Regions from separate parts of the Callithrix jacchus genome. Here region 1 is linked to region 2. The links are chromatin contacts, called in public Hi-C maps. All regions are on one chromosome and are shown on one strand. The core of a region is the stretch at or near the end of the contact, and the rest is flanking DNA. Distances in the headings are between cores, read along the strand shown. Region 1 has its middle 33 kb from the start of P2RY2. Region 2 overlaps P2RY6 (pyrimidinergic receptor P2Y6).

Region 1 (6,059 bases), core at 1,206-3,705, 100 kb after region 2:
AAAAAGAAAGAAAGCAAGTCCCAATGGTGCAGCTGGAGCTGAAGGGGAGGTGGAGTGTCTGGTGGTGGAGCGAGGTACAAAGTTCATGGGGAGGGACATAGACTTGATTAAAATCACCCAGCCTATCAGGCCTGCAGGGGTCTTCTGTCAAGTAGCCATTCCCACTCCCTACTGAAGGTGCCCACCTCTCCGGGCTGTTTCTTCATCTCATCTTTCTGTCGTTATGTTATGTATTAGTTTGCTTATTGTCAATGTCTAGTTAGAACATAAATCCCGTTCACTGTCTTGAGATCGTAGAACAGTACCTGGCTTAGCAAGCATTGTGGAAACTGCCCTGACTGCATTTCACCTAGTGTGGAACATGGCCCCTGATGCCACAGTTCCCCCACCCTCCCACGAGCACCTCAGCATCTGCCAGGAGATGGCTCTGTGCTCAGCTTTGTGTTCCTGGGCTCCGGGCTGCAGCTCCCTCCTCTGATTACATACAGCCCAGCCTGGGTCCTGGGACTAAGAAAGTAACAGCACAGGGTTGGGGCAGACTGACAGACTGTGGGTTTAAGGCACTGCTCAGGGTGGGGCTTTCATCTGCCTGCCCAGTTCTTCCACCCAAACCATACAAGCCCACAGCACCTAGGTGTGGCCCAGAAGCTCAATCCCAGGCCCACATCGAGCACACTGAGCTGACCCCTCCAAGTCAGTCTGGCTGAGGGTACAGAACTGAGCTAGAAGCTGATGACCTGTCTGCCTTGCTGTGTTACCTGCCACATCCCTAGGCCTTGCCAGGCCTGGCTCCATCTGTCTGTATAATGATGACTCTGGGCTGACTGGTCTCTGAGACCTGCTGGCTCAGCCCACCCATGGCTTTTTCCTATCCCCTCTCTACCCTTAAACCTCTGCACCAGCCTCTCCTGTACTACCCTGGGAGTACTCCTGACCCAAGGACTCTAGACCCTCCCCTTCACCCTAGTCAGACCCTTTGCTGACCCTATCCCCTGTCATTCTCTAGGACCCACGTCCTGGTCCTATCTGTCTTGTGGACTATGGGCAGTTGGTGCCAAAGGACTGTTCCCAATGTACTTGGGATACTTTAAAGTCATCCAAGACAGGCATGGTGGCTTATGCCTGTAATCCCAGCACTTCGAGAGGCAAAGGCGGGTGGATCACAAGATCAGATCAAGATCTTCCTGGCTAAGATGATGAAAAATACAAAAATTAGCTGGGCGTGGTGGCATGTGCCTGTAGTCCCAGCTACTCATGAGGCTAAGGTGGGAGAATTGCTTGAACCCAGGAGGTGGAGGTTGCAGTGAACAGAGGTCATGCTACTACATTCCAGCCTGGGTGACAGAGAAAGACTCTGTCTCAAAAAAGAAAAAAAAAGTCATCGAGAAAAATGTCATTCGGGGAAAATCTGTCCACATTTGCCTGGCTCCAGGCCTCTAACCAGTCCCAATAGCTCCTTGGGACTCCTGCTCCCCTGACATGTCCAAAGCTGAACTTTTTATCTTTGCCCAGACCTGCCTGGGGAACCTGTCTCAACCTCAGTAAGAGCATCACCAACCAGCTGGTCACCTGGGCCAGAAACCCAGGAGTCACCAAGCCTCCTCTCACTTCCAGCCTGCCCTCATTCCATCCTCCACTAAATGCTGGCCACCTTTCTGTGCTATCCTGGGGACTGTCTACCTCTCACCTTCCACAGAACTGCCCACCTTCATCCTTCATCTTTTCCTCCTGAACCTCGAAAGCAGAGGGCTCCTTGACACTGCTCTCTGCCTTCAGTCCATGCTTCATGCAGCAGCCAGAGAGGGACCCTGCTGGCAACACACCCAGCCTTGTCACTCCCCTGCTCAAAACCCTTCCATGGTTCCCACTGCCCTGGGGATAAGGTCTGGTTCCTTGGCCTGGCATTCGAGGTCCTACAGGCTCTGGACCCTGCCAGCCTCATCAGCTTATCTCATGCTGCTATTCCACCAGCCCCCGAGCATCCTCCAGCTCCCAGCTGTGGTTTCTGATGTTCCCTCCACCTAGAAGGCCTCTCTTCTTCTGAATCTTTAGGTTCCTCCATCCTGAATCATCTGGAGGGTCCATTGTGGGAATCAACTCCTTGTTTAGGGAGACGGATAAACAAGGCTTTTCTCAGGGTGCATGTGTGTTTTTAGATAAGTCGACATTTATCTATTTATTTGGATACTCATAGGCTTTCAAAAAGGATTTGAAGTGGGCTATTCAATATTGATTGCGTGCCCCCACGTGCAGCAAGGCCCAGTGTGTGCACACACACACTCATTCACACACAAGGCCGGGACACTGTGAGAAGCAGGGACAGGCAGAAGCTTGCAAGGGCCTCATGGGGCCAGTGTGAGTTAGGATGAGGCAACTGGATTGAGAGGGAGGCCCACCTAGCACAGGGTAACACAGACAGATGTGGTGTTGGGGGTTCAAATCTGGGGTTTTCTGAGCCCAGTTCACAGGGCTGCCCCCAGAGGACTGAAGCTAGCCCTGTCTTTAGAAAATTTCTTGGTTATATAGAGAGAGGGGGCTCTGGAAATTAAACAGAGTCCACCGGACAACTCACCTCCCCACAGGGTGCTCAGTGTCCCCTAGGGTGAGGAAGGAAGTGGGAGCTGGAGATATGGAGAGGATTTGGAGGGACGGGAGGCAATAACAGCAAGGGCTGCAGGTGGGGGAAGGAGGCCCACAGCTTCCCTCCGTGGCCCCTGCTTGCATTTCCCTTCCCCTTTGCCCACATCAGTTTCAAGATCTGTTCCTCTTTTCTTCTGCAACATTGCTGGCTGGGGGGAAAGACTGTGGTAACAGCTCAACCTCTAGGTTCTCACGGGAGAGAGCCTAGGCCCCAGCTGAGTGGCAGCCCTGTGGGCACCGCAGACTCCAGAGTTCCCAGCACACTTTCCAGCTCTTTTCTTCTCCTCTGTACCCCCAGCTAGTCTGTGAGCAAATATCACCACACCCTTTCTGAGGGTAGGAAACCAAGGACCAGAGCGTCAGTGACAGAGCAGACTCCATCCCTTTGTTCTCAGAAGCGAAAATCCTTCCTCTAGAAAGTATTCCAGGTGTGGTCTGGCATGGTGGCTCATGCCTGTAATCCCAGCACTTTGGGAGGCCGAGGCAGGTGAATCACCTGAGGTCAGGAGTTTGAGACCAACCTGGCCAACATGGCGAAACCCCATCTCTACTAAAAATACAAAATTAGCCGGACATGGTGGTAAGGGGGGGGTGCTATAATCCCAGCTACTTGGGAGGCTGAGGCAGGAGACTCGCTTGAACCTGGGAGGTGGAGGTTCCAGTGAGCCAAGATCGCACCACTGCACTCCAGCCTAAGCAACAGAGTGAGGCTTTTCTCAAAAAGAAAAAAAAAAAGTATCCCAGGTGCCATCTGCTTCTAATCTCTGACAGCCTGGCACAGTGTTGGCAGAAATATGTGTTGAGTTGGCATCAGAGAGGGCCACTGAGAAGGAGTCTCACCTCTCTGCACCCTCCAGGCATGCAGGCACCAATATTCAGTCTTGACCTTCATGGGCTGTTTTAAATCCTGGGCTACTCTGTGGTTTCACCCACAGGGCATGGGACATGGAGGCCAGTTTGATGGGACTCTCCAGGCCAGTGGGGAGGATAGACAGGGGACAAAGATTCTAGTTTCATCTTTTGCAGCCAAAGGTGAGGCGGGCCTGGCCAACTCCTTGGTGACCCCAACTGACCCCAACACTGAGTGGCTGGGAACTGACCCAGGCTGAGCTGAGGCAGCTGTTAAAGCAGTCCTAAAATTAGCCCCAACAGGAATAAGGAGGGGGGATCTGGCCCAGGCTTCAGACTCCCATGGCCCCAAGGGACTGAGCCCACACCCCACTCAAGATGGAAGAGGTCAGCCAGAGTTTTGGCAGTGACCTACCAGGAGGCTAGGAGGGGAGTGGGGAGATTCACAAGCCAGGATGAACACAGTTCAGAAGGGGATTGATGGGCTGGAGGTGCCCCTGCCAGTTGCTTGGACCTTATGTGGCTCCCAGCCCCAAGCCCTTCATAACCCTGAGAGGAACCAAGGAGAGACCTCAGTATTTATGTTCTCCTAGAACAGGACTGAGGGCCCAGCCTGTCCTCCCAAGGCTGAACTGGATAACCTCATACCTTAGCAGCAGGTCGCAAGAGCAGAGGAGGAGCCAGGAGGTGTGTTAGCCTCATTGAGAGAGTCATGGATTGGAGACACATGGGAGAGGCCCAAAGTCAGCCCCATCCTGCCCAGGGATGCAGCTTCACCCACTTCCCTCCTCTGCCTTGGTGCTCTGAGAATCTTATTTAAAATGCAGGTCCTGTCTGAGTGTGGTAGCTCATGCCTATAATCCCAGCACCTTGGGAGGCCAAAGAGGGAGGATCACTTGAGGCCAGGACTTTGAGATCAGTCCTGGCAACATAACAAGACTTCCACCTGTCTCTACAAAAGCTTTTTAAAAAATTAGCTGGATGTGGTGTCATGTGCCTGTAGTCCCAGCTACTTGGGAGGCTGAGGCAGAAGCATTGCTTGATCCTGGGAGTTCAAGGCTGCAGTGAGCTATTCAGTATGATTGTACTACTGCACTGTAGTCTGTCACTGACAGAGTGAGACTCCATCTCTTAAAAAAAAAAAAAAACAAAACCAAAAACAGATCGTGATTCAGAAGATCTGGGGTCAGGTACGAGATTCTTCAAGATTCTAACAAGGTCCCAGATAGGCCTAAAGATCACACTTTGAGCATGAAACTCATTTGTAGCTTGGGTGGACCCCAAGGCCAGGGCCCCTGTCTTCTCCTGTTCACAGGTATCCTCAACTCCCATCTGCAGTAGAACCTGGCATGGGCATATGGGCACCCAATATACGAGGTGGCTGGCTGTTTTATTGTGGGTTCCTGACTGGGCACATAGGTGTGCGTGGGTCCCCGGGCCTGTGTGTCTACTGCATGTCTCTTGTTACATGTGTAAAAAGTGAACAAAGATGCATGTATACAATAATGATGAAATAAAAGTAGCTAAAGTTTAAAAAATAGCTAATCTTTATTGAGCACTATGCCCAGGCAAGGAACTAGGAGTGTTACATGCAGTACCTTATTTAATTCTCATAACAACTCCTATGAGATGAGAAAACTGAGGCTCAGAGAGGTTAAGGGAGTTGCTCAAGATCGCACAGTGGATAAGTGTCAGGACTGGAATATGCATGTGCACCTATGTTGATCAGTGTACCCATCTTGGTGCATGTGAGCTTGTGGGCATGTGTGCTATTGGTTGGGTACAGGGGATGCAGGAGGTGAGTAGCAGCAAGGATGTAGTGGGCAGGGTAAGAGCCATGCAGGATGATTCAGAGTGTGAGCTTTCCGCAGGCAGAAAGACAGAAAGAGACCTAGGTGGAGGGAGATGCAGGCAGGAGGCGGCAAGTCTGGGCCTGAGTCTTCATACTGCAGGGCCAGCTTTCACTTCCTCCTCTGTGGAATGAGTGGGATAATATTTGCCTCATGAGACTCTGCTGTGAGAAAGAAGCTGATAACAATACAAGTGTGCCACACAGGCCTGCCTGGCACACAGTAGGCACTCAGGATGTGTGAGCTGGTCCTTCCTTCCCCTAGGGACTGAACTGTTTGGGAGTGGCTTGTGCCCCGACTGGTAGCAGCCAGCTCGCTGGATGAAAGGAGGCATCCTGGGGAGGGCTGGGATGAGTGAAAGGCATGGAAGGTGGAGAGGGTTGTAGCTGAGGGAGCACCCAGGGAGGGACAGGCACCCTAACAGAGCGCAGAAACTGACCCACCACCCTTGCCTTGGCAGAGACAGGAGAAGCTGCAAGGCTGGCGATGCCTCCATTCTGGAGAAGCCCTCTCAGGAAAGCAAACACCCTGTCCCTTGACTCAGCCCTCAGCTATGCCACACACATCTGCCCTCACGGTCCTGCAGGCCATGCCCACTGGAGACCAGATTTCTGGGCTGGGCCAGACATCACTTAGGCTGGGCTTTGGAAGTCCCAGTGACTCACTTGCCCTTCCTCGACCCTCAACCGGATCTTGCTCCTAGAGCCGGGGTCCCTGAGG
Region 2 (6,940 bases), core at 263-2,762:
TCTGTAGCCCAGGCTGGAGTGCAGTGGCAAGATCTTGGCTCACTGGAATCTCCGCCTCCCAAGTTCAAGCGATTCTCCTGCCTCAGCCTCCCGAGTAGCTGGGATTACAGGTGTCCACCACCACACCCAACTAATTTTTGTATGTTTAGTAGAGATGAGGTTTCACTGTGTTGGCCAGGCTGGTCTTGAACTCCTGACGTCATGTAATCCGCCCGCTTTCATCTCCCAGTGTTAGGACACCGCGCCCAGAGCCAGTGTCATTTCTTAAATGCCTATTCTGTACCAGATGTTTTATCTGTAGTTCTGGGCAATTTGGTGGGGGGCGGCTTATTCCCTCCCCTTTACAGATGAGAAAACTAGGGAGTAGAAGGGGATTCCCAAGAGAGTTGGGTCTTCCCTGCACTGAGGCCCTGTGGCCATGAGATGGCACCAGTGGACAGCCAGCCACACTCCTTCACACAGCCAGGGAGGGGTGAGGGCAAGGCCCGTCTGCCCACAGCCGGGGCCTCCCCTCCGGGCTGCCACTAAGTGGCTTCAGTACTGGGTTTCCAATCTCAGTTCCTCTTGGCCCACTTCTCCACCTTCCTCCTACTCACCCTCCCCAGATGAGCTGAAGCCCTTGCTCTCAGGTTTTTACCCTGGTCCATGTGGTCACAGGAGCCACTGGCCCTGACCATCTGAGGTAGAGGCCCTGGACTCAGGCACCCACTGCCAATCTCCACTCCGGGTACACCTTCGGCAAAACTCCGCAGCCCCTCACCTCACAGCGGGGACAGCCTCTGCCAATTTCCTTTATTCAGTTCAGGCGACAACCATGGGGTCAGTTGTAGAGCAGGAGCAATTCCATATGGACATAGGAAGAAATGACAAGGAGCCAGGCTGCATAGATCCTATGATCTCGGGATAAACTTCACATGACCCCACAGCCTCCCCCGCCCCCTGAGGCCTTCATATCCAGTGGGGATGAAGGGACCTGTTGGCCAAAGGCAGGAGCTGGAAGCCTGAGTCACTGTCTGCCAACCAGCTGAGGCAGGAACCAGCTCAGACCAGGCTGGACGTGGGAATAGGCTTCCTAATCTTAGCCTGCCTGCCGGGAAATAAGGCCTGGAAACCCCCTTGCTGTGCCCCTGGACCGTGAGTTAGCAGCAAGGGCACAGGATGACAGGGGTCAAGAGTTAGCTTCCTTCCCCTGAGGAGTCAGAAAGGCTGGAATCCACCACCAGCTTGCTGTGTGACCTCGAGTGAGGCACCTACCCTCTCTGAGCCTGGGTAAACAGGGCTATTTATGGTACCTACCTACTGTACAGGGTCACTATACCCTCTGTGCCCCAGTCATCAACCCAATCCTGATTCTAGGCAGCCTCTAGCCTGGGGCAGGGTGGCCCCTGGAGCCCACCTGAGGCCAGCCTGAGGCCAGGTTCCTAATGCCAGTAGCTCTCTGGCACCCAGAAGACAGATGGCAGGAAGCAAAGTCCTCCCACCTGGAAGAGTTTGGGTCCTACCTGTGGCATCTGGCTGGCTACAGGACAAACCTGGCAGGCGGGAACATAGAGGGCAGGGGCCCTGATTTCTCTTCTCCTTTCCCACTTCCCCTTCTCAACTCCTGGTCGCAGGAATTAAAGTTAAAACTGAAACAGCCATTTTCAGTGAAAGGAAGAGGAAGCTGCAGCTTTGGGGAATTTGGAAGTTGGGGCTTCTTCATTTGGTTTCTTTCCAGTCTTTGCAAATTTAGCAAAGATGGAACTTGCATCTCCTGCTATGTATCAGAGGCCCCAGCTGCCCAAGGGTGCACCCAGAAGCCCCAGCACAGCCTGGACACATGTATTCACTGAGTGTGGATGATGCGCAAGCACAGTACAACATGCTTGATGTCCCATGTCTCATTCTCTCTTCACAACGACCGTTTCCATTTTACAGATCAGGTGACTGAGGCGTAGCAGAGTTAGCAACAGGTTCTTTCTTGGGAATGTGAATAAAGAGGGTGAGAGACCAGGCAGCCCCAGTGGGCACAAGGCTGAGAAGTCAAGGGCAGCCCTGAGACTGAGGAACTATGTGGATAGCACAGAGGTCCAGGGAGCAGTTGTGACAGGGCAGCCCTCGATGAGCAGAGGGGCAGCCTGTGGTGTCCCGTTGTGTAAGTCCACACCTATAGGGCTACTGTACCTCCCACCCAGTGCTCCAGGAGATCCCCAGGGCCTCCTAAAAAACTCTCCCATGGAGCTAGTGGGAGAGGCTCTCTGTACCTTTCCTGGACGACCAGGCCGCCCAATTTGTTTGTCTCCTTGTGGGAGAGGTCACTTGGCTCTCCCTTCGAGAAGGAACCTGCTGCTTAGCTGCAAGTAGTGTAGTTGGCTGACAGCCTCAGTTAGTGCCTTCAGGATCCGCCCATCCTCCCAGATAACCAGGCTCCAGTCTATGGGGGAAGAGATGGCCCAGGTCCAGCCGCCTGGCTAGCCTGGCAGTCATTGTTCAGCTCCTCTGTAGCTTCTTCCCACCCAGTTCCCAGACTCCCTCTCATGATGACGAGCCTGCCCTCTGATTTTCCTTTGGGGGAATCCCCCCTTCTCCCATCTAGAGTTTTGGGGATCTGGGAGTGATGGCTCTGTGACCTAAACCTGCCAATGAGAGAAGAGTGGGCCTCTCAGGCCTGTAACTGGCTCAGGGTGGACGGGTGACATTCACTGCATGACTCAGAGTCAGTTCTGGTGCTTTTGCTAGGACATCAGGAAGGAGACAGGTCTTCTACAGCATTTGCAAAGCTGGTAGAAAGCAAGGCAGGAGCTGCTGGAGGCAAGGATAACAGGCACTGTCCTGGGCAATGGAGATACTGCCACCAGGGAGGAGACTGTCCACATAGAAAGCCAGGGAATGGCAGGGATGACAGATGGGGATGCATTGTTTCCTGAGAACAGCATTGAGTGCCTGGTTCCAGCTGCGCCTGAGATTTTACCTTTGGTATTGTGACCTAATAAACTCCTTTTGCCTCCATCCATTTGACCTAGAATTATGTCACTTGAAACTAGGAGTCCTGCCTGTAGATCTGCACCTTGTGCCCAGGAAGAGAGGTGACATTTCCCTATGGGAAAACTGACGCCAGAGAGATTAGGAACTTACCCAAAGTGTACTATAAACCCACCATAACACCCTGCCTCTTAGGAAGAATGGCCTAAGAAAGGACAAAGAAATGGAAGTCAGGAGTCAGGGCAGAGAAGACCAGCCAAAGGGGCGGTGTCAGACTATCTCCCTTTCCTTTTCTAACTGTGCTAGGAACTGGGGACAAGGTTTGCTTTGCCTCTGGGGCCTCAGAGACCAGCACAGGCTTTGGCTCTGAACAGGCACTGGGAAATGTTGGATGACTAGATCCAGTCTATGAAGATGCACCCCAGGGCTCTGTCCTTGGTGCTGCCTGGCTCCATAATTTTTTTTTAAACTTTTGTCTGACTGATGACAGAGGTTTGTCGAGGAAGATGAAGAAGGTAATGGCTGCAGGAGTAGCACCTCTGAGACTGCTTGGGTCCCCCAGTCCCACCTCACACAGGGCAGACCACCAACCCTGCCAGGTGGTTATTGTAGTTTATGACCCTGCCCATTTCCCAGGCAGACCCTGAAGCCCGAAGGTAGGCAGTTTTGTCCACCACACGTACAGGTAAGGGGGAGCCTCAGGGAACTCCTCCCCTCTTGTGAAAGGCGGCCCCTGCCTTGACTCTTGCTCTGATCATCCCTAGCTCCTCCTAGGGCCTGAGCCCACCTGGCAGAGATAAGACATCCAGCTGGACATAGGGTTCAATGACAGGGCTCTGAGTTCTGGATCGTCAGGACTAGGGAGGTCTTAAGGTCATCTGACCCAGAGGCCTCCCCACCATCCCCTCAGGGAAGGGGGCTCTTTGGCCCCTGCTTCCATACTTCACATTACAGGGAGCTCATTCCTCTCCTAAGCCACTGTATTCCACCTTGAGAAAGCTCAAGGGAGATATGTTTTGTCACTCCAAGCCCAGAGATTTGCCCCTAGTCTGCTTTTCCACACCAGTCCAGCTTGCCTCTGGGGCCATACAGCTTGGCTGTCCCAGGACACCCTGCAGAGATTGTCCCAAGACCATCCATCTATTGGTCTTCATTCTCACCAGGCAATTTCAGGCGCATGTCCAGGTCCCAGGAGACCTAGTGGTGGGTCCTCAAGGATGAGGCCGTGGTCTATGACTATTTTCAAACCTGAAGACAAAACCATTTGCTACCCTATGTCCTGTATCATTGCCTGCCCAGGGCCTGTGAGGAGGGCATGGTCTCTTCTTACCATTTTGGGAGGAGGAAACTAAGGCCCCCAACAGCTTAGTTACTTGCCAGGGCCACCAATCCATCAGTGATCTTCCAATCAGCTGGACTGCCTGCCATCAAACCCCAAATCCTCACCTTCACACTGGCCCATTTGTGGCCAGTCCAGCGTGGGAGGAAGAGGGCACGCTGGGTGCCTGAGGGGTGGCCTTGGAGGAAGAGATCAAAGTCAGGGGCAACTACCTCGTTCAGAGTGCAATGTAGGAGGTCAGCAGGCGACGGGGGGCTGCTGCGGTGGAGTATGCATGAAGAACACGGGGCAGCTGGGTGCAGTGGCTCACACCTGGAATCTCACCACTTTGGGAGACGAAAGGCGGGAGGATCACTTGAGCCCAGGAGTTTGAGAACAGCCTGGGCAACAGAGAAAAAGCCCGTCTCTACCAAAAAATGTCTAAAAATTAACTGGGTGTGTTGGCATGTGCCTGTAATCCCAGCTATTTGGGAGGCTAAGGTAGGAATATCTCTTGAGCCTGGGAGGTCGAGGCTGCAGTGAGCTATGATTACACCTCTGCATTCCAGCCTGGGCTGTAGAGCGAGACCCTGTCTCAAAAAAGGGGCATAGGACAGACCCCCTCAGGTAGTCTCTCAAATGACATCTTGTCCATGAGACCTTCTACTAGCACTCTAAGCTAAAATCATAACCTCCACTCAGCACATGCACACATGATTCCTCTGCCCCTTCTCTGCTATATTTTTCTCCTTAGCATTTAACATCTTTTAACATACTGTTCTACTTATTTATTGGTTATTGTCTCTCTCTCCTAGCTGGAACATAAAATCCATCAGTTCAGGGGTTTTTCCATGTTTTTCTTTTTCACTGCTGCATGTACCTAGGACAGTGTCTGGCATATGGTAGGTGCTCAATAAATATTTGTTGAATGAATTAACAGATACATTTCCAGAGGTGGTTCAACTATGTCCACATAGAGAGGATTTGGTGCACAGGGAACTTGGCTTGAGGCTGTTCATATAGGAAGCTGTAGGTTGTACTTAAGAGTATGTGTTTATTGGGGATTGGGAGCAGTTAGAGATTAAATGTGAGCACCAAAGGCCAGCCTTGGGGCTGCTTCTGTCTGGCTGTGTGTGAGATTCCAGCTGTGAACAGTCCCAGCTGAGAGGGGTGAACAGGACTTGGCCTGGCAGGGCTGGGCAGCCCGCATCTCCCCCCTCCCCTGTCTGAGGCTTTCCCTGATATTCTCACCTCCCTGCACAGGATCACCCCCTCCTCACTGGGGGCCAGGCCCAGGATCTTCCTGGCTTCTCTCCCTTCCCTTGCCAGCCTAGGCCTCCACCTCAGGACCCAGGATTCCCATGAACACAACCAGTCAATTCGTGTCTCCCATTCATGGTGTCACCAGACTGCTCTGTCCTGCACAGTGGGGCTGAGTAGAGTTGAGTGCCTGAGGCCCTGCAGACGCTGTCACTGCCCCACTGCTGAACCTTTAGTCTGTCCAAGGGCGACTTCCCTCCCCTCTCTTCTAAGCCTTGGCACCATCTTTTTTGTTGGTCCTATACCCTCAACCCTAGCAGCCCTCAACTCCTCCTTCAGAGCAGACAGCCTTTCAGAGGGGCTGCCTTCAACTTCCCACTGACCAAATAAACCCCTGTGTCTGCACTTTCTCTCCTCACCCCTTCACAGCCCTGCTGGGCCCCAGGCACTGCCTCCTGCCCCCTCTTCAGCATCTGCCCTGTGCCGAATCTGCTGGTTCCTTCCCCTCTGCCCGAACACTCTCCACTCCCCAGTCTCCCTCTCTCATCCGAGCAAAATCTCTTTCTTGACCCCTGTGCCTCTCCATCTGTTCCTCTTCCTCCTGCACAATCAAGCTTCTGGAAGAGTCGCCCTCAAGCCCTACTTCTACTTCCTCCCTGCACCCATTTCTCACACCCCTTCAGTCCAGCCCAGGGCAGAGCAGGAGCCTTTGGGCCCAGCTCCAGGAAGAGCAGTGGGTACCCTGTCTTCTGGGTGAGGCTGGCAAGATGGAACCAAGGAGCAAGTGACTGAGCTCCATCCACAGGAAATCTCCAAAGTGATCTTGACAACGCAGGCCTTGGGGAGAAAACAGGCCACTGAGAGTGACTGGGCTTGACATCCCCGAGAACCACTTGGGGCTGGTGCAGGGCTGGGGGAGGAGGGCTGCCTCTGTGGCTTCCAGGAAAGGGCCTGGACTCTGCCAGGGGTGGGCAGGGGCACCTCCAGGATATCTGTTTAGCAGAGGATCAGGGAGGTGACTGGTTGGGATGATACCTTTGCATAGCTCATGACACTGGTGTGAGAAAACGTCAATGGTTTCTGTCACAGAATAGGAGGGGCCGTTGATTATGGAGCAAGTGAGGGTGGGGGCACAGGGTTCCCCAGATTACTCCCTGGTACTGCTCCTAAGGATAAAAAATGTGAGAATTCACTCCTGGATAGGCCTCTCCTCAGAGCTCCCCAGAAAACTCAGAGTTCTTCAAGCCCCAATCCATGGAATTAGATCCAAATGCCCATTCCCGGCCTTTGTACCCCTCTGCCACCCATCACTGTTCCCTCTGCAAAACTTGGCACCCAATAGACCTGTTTCCCATCCTGACTCTGCCGCTTATGAGCTGTGACTTTACCTCTCTGAGCCTC

What was found. Hi-C and Micro-C count contacts between places; a contact is called where the count stands out from the background.
Region 1: a Hi-C map of induced pluripotent stem cells shows a contact between it and region 2, with 2.7 times the contacts expected there. The contact joins two enhancer-like sites. A contact is called at or near these places in 2 of 3 Hi-C or Micro-C datasets (induced pluripotent stem cells and skeletal muscle).

What each region holds. Positions count from the first base shown.
Region 1 is chr10:67,769,961-67,776,019 of calJac240_pri, forward strand. No RefSeq gene overlaps it. Among named protein-coding and RNA genes, the nearest start is that of P2RY2, 33 kb to the left of the region's middle. Within about 2 kb of position 2,456, at least 2 of the 16 cell types and tissues checked have an H3K27ac peak or open chromatin away from gene starts, as enhancers often do.
Region 2 is chr10:67,670,684-67,677,623 of calJac240_pri, forward strand. All of the region lies in intron 1 of P2RY6 (pyrimidinergic receptor P2Y6), which reads right to left. Among named protein-coding and RNA genes, the nearest start is that of P2RY6, 16 kb to the right of the region's middle. Within about 2 kb of position 1,513, at least 4 of the 16 cell types and tissues checked have an H3K27ac peak or open chromatin away from gene starts, as enhancers often do.